Regions from separate parts of the Mus musculus genome. Here region 1 is linked to region 2. The links are chromatin contacts, called in public HiChIP or PLAC-seq maps. All regions are on one chromosome and are shown on one strand. The core of a region is the stretch at or near the end of the contact, and the rest is flanking DNA. Distances in the headings are between cores, read along the strand shown. Region 1 overlaps Ncs1 (neuronal calcium sensor 1). Region 2 overlaps Fnbp1 (formin binding protein 1).

Region 1 (7,124 bases), core at 3,391-5,890, 230 kb after region 2:
AATATGTCTGCTGCTTCTCAACAACCCCCCTTGCCCTTTCCATCAGAGGCCAGTTGCTGGTGGGCATGAAGGAGTGGAGGAATGATAATGGGCACTGGAGTATCAGGCAAAAGCTGGGTGTCCTGAGTATTGACTGGGTGTGGTGTCACATAGTATAGCTCCCCTGTGGCTGAGAACGGGATTGGTGCCCATTTTATAGGACATGGGAAGGAAGCTCAGGCAGTCTGGGGCATACCAAGGTCTTTTAACCATTTAGCAGCAGTCTTGGGCTCAGGCTAATCTTATCCCCATGTGGCTAAAACCATGCCCTTTCTCTCATGAGCATACTCTCCTATGATCTCTGAGCACAGGGTCATGAGCGCCCATCTCACTATCAGACACTGGCCAAGTGTTCTGGATTTGTGGGGTGGGGGTGAGGCCAGGCGGTGAACAGGATATCTTGCCTCCTCCCATGGGCATTTGGGCAACTCCTGCCTTGGCTTTCTGCCTTAAGGAGGCAGAGGTAAGGCCCCATGGGTGATCATATTGGAAGCATGGAGTGGGTGTGGTCAGGAGTAATCAGGGAACTGTTGATCCCAGTCTCCAGCCCTCAGGCCTTGCTCAACCTCCACCTAACCCAAGGGAGACAGCTGAAGGCAGTGTGCCTAGCTCTGGGATCTCGTGAAGGGCCCCCATGGTGTAGGACTCCCAGCTTCACCGTGTGTGCACTACCCCTGTTTGTGTGTATGCACACTTGTGTGTGCTTAGTGTGGGTACCTGTGTGTGGAGGCTGGAGATCAGGTCTTCCTCTTTGCTCTCCACCTTTTCTCTTGAGTCAGAGTCTCTCACTGAGCTGGGAGCTTTGCTGATTGGCTAGGCAGGCTGGCCAGAGAGCTCTATGTCCTGCCTGCCTGCCTGCCTGTCTCCTCAGCTGCAGTCGAAAGCTTTGCCACACCTGGATTTTACACAGGTGTGGCTGTCAGATCCTATAGCAGACACTATAGTGGCTGAGCTGTCTCCCCAGACCCCTGTTCCTGCTCTGATGGTAGGCTGGGGCTGGGGATGAGATGTGCAAGGGTGACGTGGCACCCAGCGTGCCCTAGACTGCTGTGCCCCTGCCTGATGTTTGACACAGCTTGGCTGCCGTACGATGTGTCTTTGGATAAAGGAGGAGACCCAGTCCTTATGGATTTGATGTGGATTCAGGAACAAGGTGATATATAGAGTCGCTGTAATGGAGAGTCCTTGAGGCTTCGACCATATCTTGTGGCTTTTGGTCTATGTGCAGCAGAGTTGTTAAGGGATGGGTAGGCGAAAGTGGCTTCCATTGTTCCCACTTCCAGACCCTTCTTCCTGGGCCCTTTCCTTTGAGCTCACTTGCTTGGCCTGGTCTGCACTGTTACCTAGCAGTCCCTGGGAACTGCTAGGGTCCAGCCAGGGCCTTGTGTCTGGCTGTCCCTCTTAGAAGGTCTCTGCCTTCCTGCCTCTCCTTTTGGTGTGATGTTATATAGATCAACTCTGGGGAGATCAATTATTCTGCTTGGGGAAGCTCTTCTGGCCCGAGGAGCACAGGTTGGGGGCCTGGGAAAGGCTGCAGGGCTGGCTCCAGCATGCCTGGCTTTCCAAGGTGGCCGGGAAACTGGTAGACTCAGAGCCCCTGTGCCCTGGATTCCGGGAGTGAAGGAATGTGGCTCTCAAGAATGTTTAACCCGGGCAGAAATAGCACACTTGCCTCTCCTTATTTTGGGCTCCAGTTCTCAGCATAGGGTGCTGATCTCTCACCCTAGTCTGGGGCCACAGCTGTCCGCGTCCCCCACAGCTGCCCGGGTCCCCCACAGCTCTGGCCTTTTGGGGACAAACAGTGGCCTCTTTTTCCAGCTTTATTATTATTATTTTAACCAAGAAGTTGCCGTGGGAACCAGAAAGCGGTTCTGACTTGGAAGTACACACAGGCCCTGTAATTACTTCCTTGGCCCCTCAGCCTCCTCTGAGCATCTCAGGGAGGGAGGGGCATGGAGTCCTGAGGCCTGTCTGCTGTCGTCTGCCTCGGGGAACTGCAGCTCAGGGACTTCCTGCCCCCAAGGCTAGCTTCAAATCCTCCCGACTCCCTTCTGGCATGTCAGCTTGCCCCCCAACATACACACTAGCCCGGGAGCTATCTGTAAAATGGGCAAAGTGAGGGAACCTGCCCAGAGGGTTAGACAGAGCAAGCAAAGCAAGTGTGAGAAACACTGGCGAGGGGCCTGCCTCTCTCTCTCTTACTGCTTCACACATCCGTGGAGAGAGCCACACCCCTTGCAGGCTCGCTACAGCGTGGGTGGCTGAACTCTGAACTCCGGATGCTCAGAGAAGGCTGACTACACGCCACCCAGAGGCGGCTCCCTGCCAGTGTCTCTTGGATGCGGTAGAGGCAATGTGTATAACCCTCTTCCCCCCCTACACACTCAGCTGTGGGCTGTGAGGCTGAAGCTGGGGCTCTCTGCAGGGCTCCCTGCTCTGGTCTGCTCCCCAGCCTCACCCCCATCCCTACTCCCCACTGGCACCCCAAACACATTTGTCAAGATGAATAGGAAAGCCAGGACAGAAGTAAATAGCTAATGGATGCTCCAGGCTTCTTCTAACCCATCCTGAGCCTGCTTCTCTACCTGGCATTAAACTTGATCCCTTTTTCTAGGACTCCTGAGTCGGGGGTCTTCTGTCAATTTCTGTGGCTTGCAGGGGGGACAGGTTGGGTCTGAGGTGGCAGCCCTCATCCCTCCTTCCTGCCCTCCCGCACCTGCCTCTTGGTAGGAACCAAAGCTTCCCTTCAGAGCAGGAGACGGGGCTATTTTTGGCACTGTGGGGGGAGGCGAATGCTTTCCTTCTGTTCAAAAATACATGGTGTGCACTGTGCAAACAGGGAGCTGGGCTGCTCGAAGCCTGCGCTCCTGGGCACTGGGCCTCTTGCCATGGTCCCTGAACCCTCTGGAGCTCTGTAGTCTACACATCCAACCAGGCAGGGTGACCATTGTCTTCACACTGCTTGTCATGGGGCCCTTGCTGGGCTCAAGAGGAACATGATCTTAATTATAAGTAGCAGCAGCCATCACAATATAGAGGCTCCTGCTTTAGGGGCTCTGGCTGGGATGCCTGTCTCCCTGGACTGGAGAAGCTGAGGGCAGCTCTGACAGTGCCCTAGGGCATTCTGGGAAGGATGCCCTGCAGCTTTGGGAGAGAAACAGAGAGTCCAGGGGAGCCCCAACTGGCTAAAGGGTTCCTCTGGCTGCCCCTTTAGTTCTCATTTCCTGGTTGAGAAAGTGGTTTTAGGCTACCTGCCTCAGTTTACCCTGTGGTACTGACACAAGGGAACATGGACTGTTGGTTCTCTGGCTTATACGGCATCCATAATGTGGTGGAGAAACAGAAGTGAGGCCAGTTTAAATGTCAAGACAAGCTGTTGGTACAATGGGGGACGTATGTATGCAGCATAGGCACCTGTGGGAGGGCTTAAGTGGCATGTCAGCTTAGCATCTTGTGTACTCCTTCCCTGATGGAGGCAGGAGGAGGTCAGGGTAGAGGAGATTTGGGCCAGCAGCTTCGCCTGATACCAGTGTCAGGACAGGGTTACTCTCAGGACCTGTGTCCTGGACGTGGTCTAGGAGGAAGATGATGCTGGTGACAGCAGTCCTGTGCTGGGCCCACCAAGCATGCTAAGCTGGACAGGAAAGGAGGAGAGCTGCCAGGTTAGAGATAGGCCTAGCTATGAGTGCACACATGCATCAATACATGCATTCATGTATATGTGTGTGTGTGTGTGTGTGTGTGTGTGTGTGTGTGCGAGTGTGTGCGCTCACACGTGCATGCATACACATATGGAAGACATAGACACAGGCTGGGTGTTTTCTCAACTGCTTTCTACCTGATTTCTTGAACAGATCTGTCACTGAGCCTGGAGCTCACCATTGGCTAGACTGGCCAAGGGTCCCTGCCTCTTCTCCCCCCTCCCACCCACCACACTCTGTCCTGGGATGCTGGGGATCTCAACTCAGTCCCTCATCATTTCAGAGCAGACATTTTACCCATTGGGCCATCTCCCCAGCCCCCTTTCCTCTGTCCTTCCTTCCCTTCTCCCCTCTCTCCTTCCTTCTTTTCTTGACAGCATCTCATGTAGCCCAGGTTGGCTTCAAACTCCCTGTGTAGCTGAGGATAGCCTTGAACCTCATGCCTCCACCTTCAGCAGTGGCACTACCACTCCTGGTCTGTGAGGCGCTGGGACCTATTCTAGGACCTTGTGCGCACTGGGCAAGCGCACGCTAGCTTCCTAAGCTTCAGGTTCACGTCCACGAAGGACAGGAGGCATCTGTTCCAGTAGGTGCCTGCCGAGATTGGTGTGCAGTGGCTAACCCCCTGAAGTCCGTGTCCTCTCCCAGCCCCCACAGAGAAGCGGCTTGGGAAACAGGCCGTAAGTGGCTGGGAATACTCTATAGACCTAGAAGATGAAGGCAGCAGCGAGTGCAGTGGTCAAGGTCACAGCCTGACTTGGTGCTGCAAGCTTCTATCTGCCCATCTGCACCTGTCACTTTGACGGGTGACTGACAGCAGCCACCCTCCTGCCCAGCCAGTTTGGGGTCCTCCAGTACCTCGGAACCACTAGCTCAGCGGTGAGTCACTGGGGTGCCTCCTCCTTGGAGATCAGGGCCACGCCCCTACCCTGGCTCTTAAAGGGCCAGCTCCAGAAGCAGCACTAGAGCATATTTGCTTAGAGCTGTTATGTATTTCAGTCCTCCTGGCCTGACGCCCGGGAATTCATGGCCAGAACTTTCCAGGGTCTCTGCTGGAGCTAGACCTCAGCGTCTGCCGATGGGTTTCTGGAGCAGGGTCGCTGCATGGATCGGGAGGGGAGGAGTGGGAGGGGCTAGCTGAAGGCGGGGCTACTTCACTCCAGCATGGTCCCTGCCAGTTCAGCTAGTTATCCTCTCAGTAGGGCATTGCACCCTTCTTTGGGGGAGATGGGTCTCATTAGGGATCCCTCATCACCCTTTCCCCAATCCTGTTCTGGGCTCCACAGGCTGTGACATTCCCAACCGTGACTGACCAGGAGTGCCTGAGCTGTGAATGGCGGTCAGCCTGGTGTGTCACCAACCATGGGCTGGGGGAGGGGATCTGGAGGGCATGAGCGGAAGTGGGAAGGTGGGCTGTAGGAAGGAGGTCTCCTGACCAGAGCGGTTCCTGGGGTAGAGGCAGGAATGCCCAGGTCCTACCAGTAGGACCTGCCATGCTCTGCTTATCCTGTGGCTGCGGTGACACCTTTATTAATAGTGGCAGTTGCTAATGCTTCAGGACACCTGTCGTGTTCCCTCTGCCCGGATGACAACAGCCTCCTGTGGCTAAGGCTTTGTTCCAGCAGCATGTGGCCACCTGAGGCACCTCTGTGCTCTGTGAGGTCAGAGCTGGGCGGGCAGCTGCTTTCTCCTAGTTGCAGTTCCACAACTGACTGTGCGCTGTAAACTTTTGCCTGTCAGAGGACTGCTTTCTGCCTCTGGGCAAGCCTCTATACAGCCTTTCCCTCCACCCTGGTTACTGCTCCCCCATGTCCAGACAGGGTTCCATGTAGCCCAGGCTAGCCTCCAACTTGCCCTCTGATGCTCTTCCTCCCAAGTGCTGGATTCACAGTGAGCACCACAATGACCTGTCTTATAGGGCGCTGGGATGGAACACAGCTCTGTGCACACTGGGCGAGCACTCTACTAAGTGAGCTTTTATCACTCTGGTCTTTCTTACCACATGGGTGAGTAGACAGCTTTGTACTTCAGGTCTGTCCTGGTTATATGAGGAGCTTGGAGGACAGGAGCCATGGGGGTCACTGCTGTACCTCCAAAGCCCCACTCAGGGTGTGGCCTGCTGTGATTGTTAGATGAGGAACTTAAAACTCCTGTGTCTTAATCTCATCTTACCAGGAAGGCATCACTGCTCCCATTTTTCACAGGAGGAAACTGAGGCCCAGCGAGGTTAGTTCAGTTGCCTGAAGTCAGAAGACACACCAAGAATGACTAGGTTTAGAGAAGGATCTTTCAGTGAATTCAATGTGTTGTCTCTGCCTCCTGTCAGGAGCCACAGCAGACTTGGTCTGAGAAGCACTGGAATTGGGCTGTATGAAACCTTGGGGAAGTATTCCCTATGCAGGAGTGTGCAGGAAAACACCTCACACCAGCATCCCTCTGAGGGGCACAGAAGGTGTCGTCCCCTACAGGCTCCCTCCTCTTGGAAGGCGCCCAGTCAGGTAGTAGAAGAGGCTTAAACTAGAGAGCAGCCCTGGTCCCTCTTCCGTGTTTCTCACGTGTGTGTACATGTGCATGTGTGTGTCCCAGAGAGCAATAAAGAAGGCTGGGGACATTGCAGCAAGCGGCCATTGAACACCATCCGCAGAAACATGTGTACCGAGCACCTACCACACACCAACCAGTACTGTTTAACTACAGTCGTGGGCACACATGTCCTGCTTGTTGGAGCTTGCAGCAATTGGGAGGAGGGGACTGGACACTGAGCAGTGGCAGAGCCGTTTCTCATGCATACTCTTTCCCCAAGGTCACAGTCAGGGACATTCCCGGCAGTCTTTTTCTTACGCACAACTATGGTGGGCTTTGGCTCCCTATGTCCTTAGAGAAAAGCCAAGACTCAGAGAACTTAGTCAGTGGGTCCACGGTTACACAGTTGGATGCTGTCAAGACTCGACCTAAACGTGGGTCAGCCAGAGCAAGCAGATGGGCCAGCAGAACCTGAGGCCCTTTGCTATCTAGTACCAGCAAGATCTGGTACTGAAGTCAGTTTGGACCAGAGATTTGGTACCCTAGGAGCGGAAGCAAGCTCGGCATTCCTGTTCTGAAAATCATCACCTTCTAGCAGTGACGAGACACTGTTGTGGAAAATTCCACACCTGACCTCATGGAATGGATTGCCGCAAAAATTCGGTTGCCCTAAAAATCCTGTACAAAACCACCCTCAGGTTGTATACAGAAGGTGTGCGATGGTTTTCCTCCCGAGGAATGTCTCATTGCACAAATGCAAACTCCCCCAATTAAGGAGCGCCTCTAGATCTGTGGAACTTCTGTTGTTTTGTTTGTTAGATTTTTGAGACAAGGTTTCTCTGTGTAGCCCTGGCTGTCCTG
Region 2 (6,961 bases), core at 1,155-3,654:
CCTGAAAACCCAGGTTACAGCTGCCACATTCACTGCCCAGCCACCACCTACTTTCTCAGAACACAGTGCTCATGTTTGATAGCAGCAATTTGAGAGTCCTTTCTTTTGATTCTCTGATTTGGGAGCCACAAAGACTCTGCTGCCTCCATCCCCTGAGCCATTCTACTGCCCAGCAGCAGCAGTTAAGAGTGTGACTTGGGGTCTCACAAAGCTGATACTGGAGGGGAAGAGGGGAGATGAGGGATTTCCCAGCCCCTTAGGCTTCCTCCATAGTCACTTAGGGATGCTACTTCAGTTCTGCTTTCTTCCACTAGGGGTCGACATTCTCTCACCAAGGCGCCTGGGGCCTGGGTGTGGCCAGGGCAAGGGGGCGCTGAGGGTGCCTGGGCCAGTTGGTATTTCCAGAATATTTGGAGCTGGTATTTGGAGAAACCCAGCCCAAGAGCATGTGACTGTTCTGATCTTGTGAATTAAGAACGTCTCTGCAACCCCAGTACCAGGATAGCAATTACAGCCCACTCCCTGGTTTGGAGCCATGTCACCTGCTTTGTTAAGAGTGTCAGAGCCAAAGAGATACCTGGTTCAGATCTAAAGTCCTTTCTGAAGGAACAACCAAGTCTTCAAAGAACATTCTGGAAATGGCTTTCCAAAATTAATCTTTTGCTAGCAACAGTCACCTGGTACTCTCCAGCACATTGTCCCTATGATGAATGGTAATTTATTAGCCCAGACCAGCCTTGAACTGGCCCTGGCCCTCCTGTGTCTACCTCCTGAGTATTACAGTCTTTCAAAGCCAGCTGTGGGACCTTGCTCTCCAACAGGCAAGCCAGTGGGTATCAGGCATGTGCCACCCACCCGCTTTAAGACAGGGTCTGACTATGTAGTCCTAGCTGGCCTGAAACTCACCATGTAGTCACGCTGGCCTGGAATTCACAGAGATCCTCCTGTCTCTGCCTTCTGAGTGCTGAAATTGAGGGTGTGTGCCAACACTCCAGGCCTGCATGTGGTCCTTTAGACTCAAAGAGTGCTGACCTGGTTTACAGATCTAGCCTAGTCATCGGGAAGAGGGGCATAAGTGGACCGTGACCATGTCCTCCTTGCTTAAACTCCCCCCACACACATTGGCATCCCTGAGGGCAGAGGCCAACCAGCTGGAGGAGGAGGGGCAAAAAAGGAAATGCTCACTTGCCAAGGAGTCACCCCCATCAGAACTACTTCCCCCACATGCCTGCCATTCCTGGACACAATGTGTCACTGTGATAGGACGTGGAAGTGACATTTATAGATGAGGAGGTCCCTAGCCTTTCCCTGGGTACAGTGACTCCTCTTGAGTTTACATAGTGATAGAGAAGACCAGAGGCCAGCCATCAGCCTTGGGAGCTTCTGTGACTAGAATCCTTCCCTCCCTGAGTGTGTATGTGTGTGTGTGCAATTTTTTATGGGTGTGTTTCATCAACTTACACATATAGGAGACCAGATCACTATCATTGGGTATTGCTCTCTGTCACTTTCTTAAGTTGTTTGAGGCAGGTCACACTGTGTAACCTTGGGTGTCCTGGCTGTCCTTGAACTCACAGAACTCTACCTGCTTCTGCCACCCCCTAGTGTTGAGGGTTCAGGCAGGCGCCTGCTGTGCTCAGCTTTTTACCCACTAAGCCATCTCCCCAGGCCCAGCGTCATTTCTTCATACAACAGAGAACCAGGTACACTAGAAGTTATACTTTATTTAACATTGAAAGGACTAACATTTAATTACATGGGTAAGAGTGCTCTCTACTGAAAGCACTTTGTTTGGTTTTAATTCCACCTCCAGAGTCACAGGCAAGACCAAGACCTGACAGCTCTGAGGGCCTTCCCAACAGTGCCCTGCCCTCAAGGCTTAGAATTAGCACGCACACACACACACACACACACACACACACACGCACACACACACACACACACATACAGAGGCACACACACACATACACGAACTTGCACACGCATGATTTAAAAGGTGCTTGATGTCAGGTTAAAAGAGAAGTTGGGGCCAGTATTAGAGACATTTTGGATGTTATACAGACACAAAATCAAAAGGAATCACAAAACGGCAATTTCTGGGAAAAATACTGGCAGGAACGGAACTTTTTTTTTTTAACTTCATGTGGACATTCTACGTTCACTACAGATGCCACCAGAAGGCATTAATGGCCTCCCTGTGTGTTGTTTGGGCTGGGGCCCTGGATAAGCATGCTCAGCCTAGAGGGAGGGGCCATTGCAGCTTCACGTCCTGCATAGAAAAAAAAAAAGCGGTAAATGTCACGTTCCTTTTATTTCCATCTCTAAGTCATCTGCAGGGCAGGTTCTTTTACAGTGAGTCATTCTTGTCTCAGCACACTAGCAGCTAGGGGTGACAGGCAGTGGGTCCTGGGGACAGGGAGTGTAGAGCTTCTGGGGAAATCCTGCATTCCCTTCCCCCCAGAGCCAGTACAGTTCCACAGGATGTCCACGGCAGACCGACTTTCTCAGAGAACGGCCTGAAGACGCTCATCCACCATCCTTTCTGGATGTAAGGTAGTACAGGAAATTAAAAAAGAAGTGAGGGGACACAGGGACAGGCGCAGGCTTTAAAGGTCATCTGAAGAAGACTGGCAGCCTCTCCATTTTACCTTTGTGGCAAGTCTTTCCTTGTCCTTCATGCATTAATGAGATCTGTGAACAGACCCATAAAAAACACTCTGGAGGGGGCTGTGGTCAGCCCAACTTGCTGAAAGTCAGAGGTTCTGGAGTTAGATGCCTGGTAACCTGCTGGAGCGAAACTGCCTGGGCCACAGGTCAGACTAACTGTGTCAGCGCTGAGACCCTGACTCTTAGGTACCAGACTTCCATACTGTCCCCTAGGTCTTCCTCATGTGAGTCCTGAACAGCCTCACAGGGGTCCCAGAGGGCAGAGGGCAGTGTGCCGGGCTTGGCCTTACGGGGAGGAGGCGGGGCCAAGAAAGCCTGAAGCTAATCCTTGCTTGCTCTTGAAACCCAAAGCCAGGCCCACCTTGTCAGCTGCTCCCCCACCTTGGTACCCTCCCCTCTGCTCTGAGGTGGTACCTCACAAAATGTCTGTAATACTGGCCCCAATGCATGGATGTCAGCACTTCCACAAACCGTGGACAAAGCACAGGCCCAACCCTGAGGACCTGCCCTCTCTGTCCCTGTCTCTGGTTTTGTAAGACTTCCCTGTCTTTCATCCTCTGACTTGATGCTAAGCTACCAACTGCCCAGAGGGAGACGCCAACCTCCTCAAGCTCATACTTGTGGGGCACCCTTCACAGGGGCTTGTGGCCAAAGCCTTGAGTACTTCTGTACCAGGAAAGGAGAGAGTGGCTCAAAGGTGCGAAGGACCACCTCGGTACTCCCCCAAGCTCCACCACTCTAGGAGGGCAACAGCTTCAAAAGCGAGCTCCATCCATTCTCTGGGGCTTCTGGAGAACAGGATCCGATGAAGAAGCAGTGGCCAGAGCCATTGGAGGGACTACAAGAGGCACAAGGTCTTTGGTGGGAACAGAGGAGAGTCCTCAAATGCTACTTATGGGACTCCGCAGGCCCGCCTTACAGTAACTAGTGTGGCTGTGAGGCCCTCCATCACAGGGTACCACAAACAGGTAGGCAGCGCTCATAGAAGGTAGACACAGACAAGACAGCGGGGCTGGCCCACAAGCTGGATTTGGGACTCCAATATGAATTAGGGCCATGTAGATGGTTTATAACAAGAGTGGGGGTGAATGGGGGCTGGGTGCCCCAGTCCTACTCTAGATCCCCTGGAATGGAGTGTGGAAGGTAACAGTGCTGGATGACAGGGAAGGCCTGAGGCAGCAGCCTCTGGACATGAAGGACACATCTGACGATGAGTCCCAAGAGACGCATGGATGACAGCTGGGTGCTCAGTCCACCTGATGCACAACTGGCCCTCCTTGTCAGAATTTTGTTAGTCACCAGGAAACCAGGGGTGACAGTTGACAAAGGCACAGTGTGAGATGTGCAAGGAGTGGCCAGGCGATGAGCAGGTGGACTGGGAGCCCGGAAGGAGCAGGGACACAGGGCACATGCCCAGCTGTCTTGGTGGCCTGGGTGGGAAGGGAGCAGAGTAAAGTGGACAGCCCCCGTGGGGGGCTGCAGGAGAGAAACACCCGTGCCGTACACAGGCAGAGGGACTGGCGGAGCCACAGGAACATGCTGTGAAGGAGAAGGGGAGGCAGGATATGGGGACCCAGCCTGCAGGTGGGCTGGAGGCTGCCCAGCCAGCCTGAGTGGTGCTGGAGGCCTGTGGGGACAAGCGGGCTGGACGATGATGGCTCCCTCCCGGGAGGCTCTCGGGGGACTCTGGCCATGTGCACCACGCCTTTAGGAACCTGCGGCACAAAAAGAAAGAAGAGAAAACCCTGAGTTAGGAAAAGCAGCAGGTGAGAGAGAGGCAGGCGGTTTGCCGCTGGCAAACTGCTTGCCTTGTGGAGAAGGGAGGGGCTTAAGTAATTGGTTACCACAGTGGCTCTGCCATGGGGAGCTTTCGAGGCTACGTCTTCTGTTTGGAGACAGGCTCTCAGGTAGTCTAGGGTGACCTCAAATTCTCTATATGGCTGAAGATGAACTTAACCCAGGATCCGCATGTCTCTGCCTCCCATCCTCTGGCACAACAGCCCTGGCCTTTTAGTTCCCATGTTTAGCTGGCCCCATTTCTGGACCAAAAAAGATTAATAAGGTTTCCCACTTGCTCATCTTCTTCACAAACTGAATCTTTTTTTTTTTTTTTGGTTCAGGATGGTGTGAGGAAGTTAAAGGGCAAATTCTCTCTCCCGTTGTGACCACAGGTCTCTGTAGTAAGGTGAACCTTTGATGAGAGGGGAATCTAAGGCTGCCCAGGGCCTCACTAAATGCGAAAGCTCTCCATCGCCAGAGGGAGACAAGATGCAAGAAAAGCAGATGCTCCAAGCCCTCAGGACAGGAGGGGTAAGAAAGAGAGGCACAATTATTTGCAAGGGGGAAAAGTATTTGGCTTGAAAAGTCCTCAGTACTAGAGATGAAAGTGTTATTACAGAGAATAATGTTCTCAAAAAAGAGAAAAATCACTTAAAATACACAGCACTGAGAAAAATAATAATATTTATTAGAGAGGCAGATACGAGGGCACAACTGGAAGGCGACAGATAAGAATATTCTTTTCTCTTAGGATAAGAATAGAAAGATGCAATCATGATGGCTATATTCAAACGACTTACTCAGAGCCCAGGGGTTTACAATAAAGTCAAGTGCGCAGCAGCCAGCCGGGGACCTAGCTACAGTGCAAGAGTCCAGGGGCCTCCCCAGCAGTTATAAAAACAAAAAGGTGGTTAGGCAGAAGAATAACAAATAAAACAATACTACGTAAGGCATCCTTCTAGGTTCCAAAGTGCAATATATACAAATATATCCTGCTGTGCAGGATCACAGACATGGTCAAACAGGAAGTGATGTCAAAAGCCACCGTAAGGCAAAGGGTTGGAGGAGTCTAAGGAGTTTGGCAATGGTTAGGCACATCATTGATACCAGAGAGAGAGAGAGAGAGAGAGAGAAAGTGCCTTTGCGTTATTTTTTAAAAATCTGAGAAGTGCTTTGAGTTTCTGGGAGTTGGGGAAGAGCAGCTGGGCCCACTGGTGTTGGAGGCAGGAGGGCAGGGTGTGGAAGAGGCTAAGTGGGGGCGGCTCCTGCATGGCTGCTAACCTCAGATATGGTCCTCAGCTAAAAGAAGGCTGCAGGCAGCTCAGCTCTCTCCTTATTTACTTATTTTCTGTTGTTTTGAGTCAAGATCTTACTCTGTAGCCCTGGCTGGCATAGAATTCACTATGTAGACCAGGCTGGCCTTGAACTGACAGATCTACCTTCATCTGGGTCCCAAGTGCTGGGATTACATTGATTTGTATGTGTTTTGTGTAAGTGTGCACATGTGCCATGGTGCACGAAGGTCAGAGGTCAACTTCTGGGACACAGGTCAACTTAGGGGAGTTGGTCTTTTCCTTCAACCATGTGAGTCCCGGGGACAGCACTAGAATTCGTCAGGCTTGGGGACAAATGTCTTCACATACCGAGCCACCTTCCCCTGACACACATCTCCAGTCTCCCTTTTTAAACAGCAAACTATTGGAAGAAATGTCTGTGTTCGCCACTGAGGAGATAGAAACTACAGAGCATCACTCAGTTAGTCAATGCTGAACTCATTCATCTGTTCGGATCCTAAGGTAGTCAACTTAATAGCACACACTTAAGCCAGGACCTGCACAAACCAGAGGGAAACCCCTCCGGTTCACCTAGCAGGCCGTTCACCAGCTCACTGCTGGACCTCTCTCTTTGAGATGTTTTGGGCTTTGTTTTTAAGACAGGGTCTATCTTATGTAGTTCTAGTTGTTCAGGAACTCACTGTGTAGACTAGACCGATCTTAAACACACAGAACTCTGCTGGCTTCTGCCTATCAACGGAGTGGGAGTGATGCACTTCTTTAATCCCAGCACTCAAGAGGCAGAGGCAGGTGGATCTCTGTGAGTCTGAGTCCGGCCTGGTCTACAGAGTGAGTTCAGGCTGTCCAGGATAGCCAGGGCTACATAGTGAGACTCTTTCTAGAAAAGCCAAAAAGAAGAAGGAGGAGGAAGAAGAGGAGAAGAAGTAGAAGTGGAGGAGAAAAGAGAAGGAGGAAGAACAGGAAAAGGAGGGGGAGATCACAGCCAAGAAGTGAGTTCTGGATAAAGAGGGCTTCTCCAGTCTTTCTAGCCACCTGGTCACATGCCCAATTTGCCCTTCCTCCTATCCAATCAGAAGGCTCTTCAGGGGTTCAGGGTACCTGCAGGGGGATTGAGCCCCACAATGGCTGACCTTAAAAGTACTGTGACAGCAAGACTCACTCGGAGAAAATGTGAGCTACAAAGCTGATGTGTATTAAACAGGTCTGGTGGGCTGGGTCAG

What was found. HiChIP or PLAC-seq counts read pairs in DNA pulled down with a chosen protein or histone mark.
Region 1: a FOXA1 HiChIP or PLAC-seq map of pancreatic cancer cells shows a contact between it and region 2. The contact joins two enhancer-like sites. A contact is called at or near these places in 2 of 39 promoter capture datasets (the 3T3-L1 cell line and embryonic stem cells), 1 of 484 Hi-C or Micro-C datasets (embryonic stem cells), 3 of 115 datasets of contacts at active chromatin or transcription factors (bone marrow-derived macrophages, double positive thymocytes and pancreatic cancer cells) and 2 of 9 other capture datasets (adipose tissue and embryonic stem cells).

What each region holds. Positions count from the first base shown.
Region 1 is chr2:31,254,446-31,261,569 of GRCm38.p6, forward strand. All of the region lies in intron 1 of Ncs1 (neuronal calcium sensor 1), which reads left to right. Among named protein-coding and RNA genes, the nearest start is that of Ncs1, 12 kb to the left of the region's middle. Within about 2 kb of position 4,641, at least 228 of the 459 cell types and tissues checked have an H3K27ac peak or open chromatin away from gene starts, as enhancers often do. A contact at or near this core is called in bone marrow-derived macrophages and pancreatic cancer cells, where this site is marked.
Region 2 is chr2:31,024,502-31,031,462 of GRCm38.p6, forward strand. It overlaps Fnbp1 (formin binding protein 1), which reads right to left. Exons shown (of 17, transcript NM_001177648.1): 17 at 1,705-4,382. The coding sequence ends at 4,375. Among named protein-coding and RNA genes, the nearest start is that of Gm39786, 31 kb to the left of the region's middle. Within about 2 kb of position 2,405, at least 57 of the 459 cell types and tissues checked have an H3K27ac peak or open chromatin away from gene starts, as enhancers often do. A contact at or near this core is called in bone marrow-derived macrophages and pancreatic cancer cells, where this site is marked.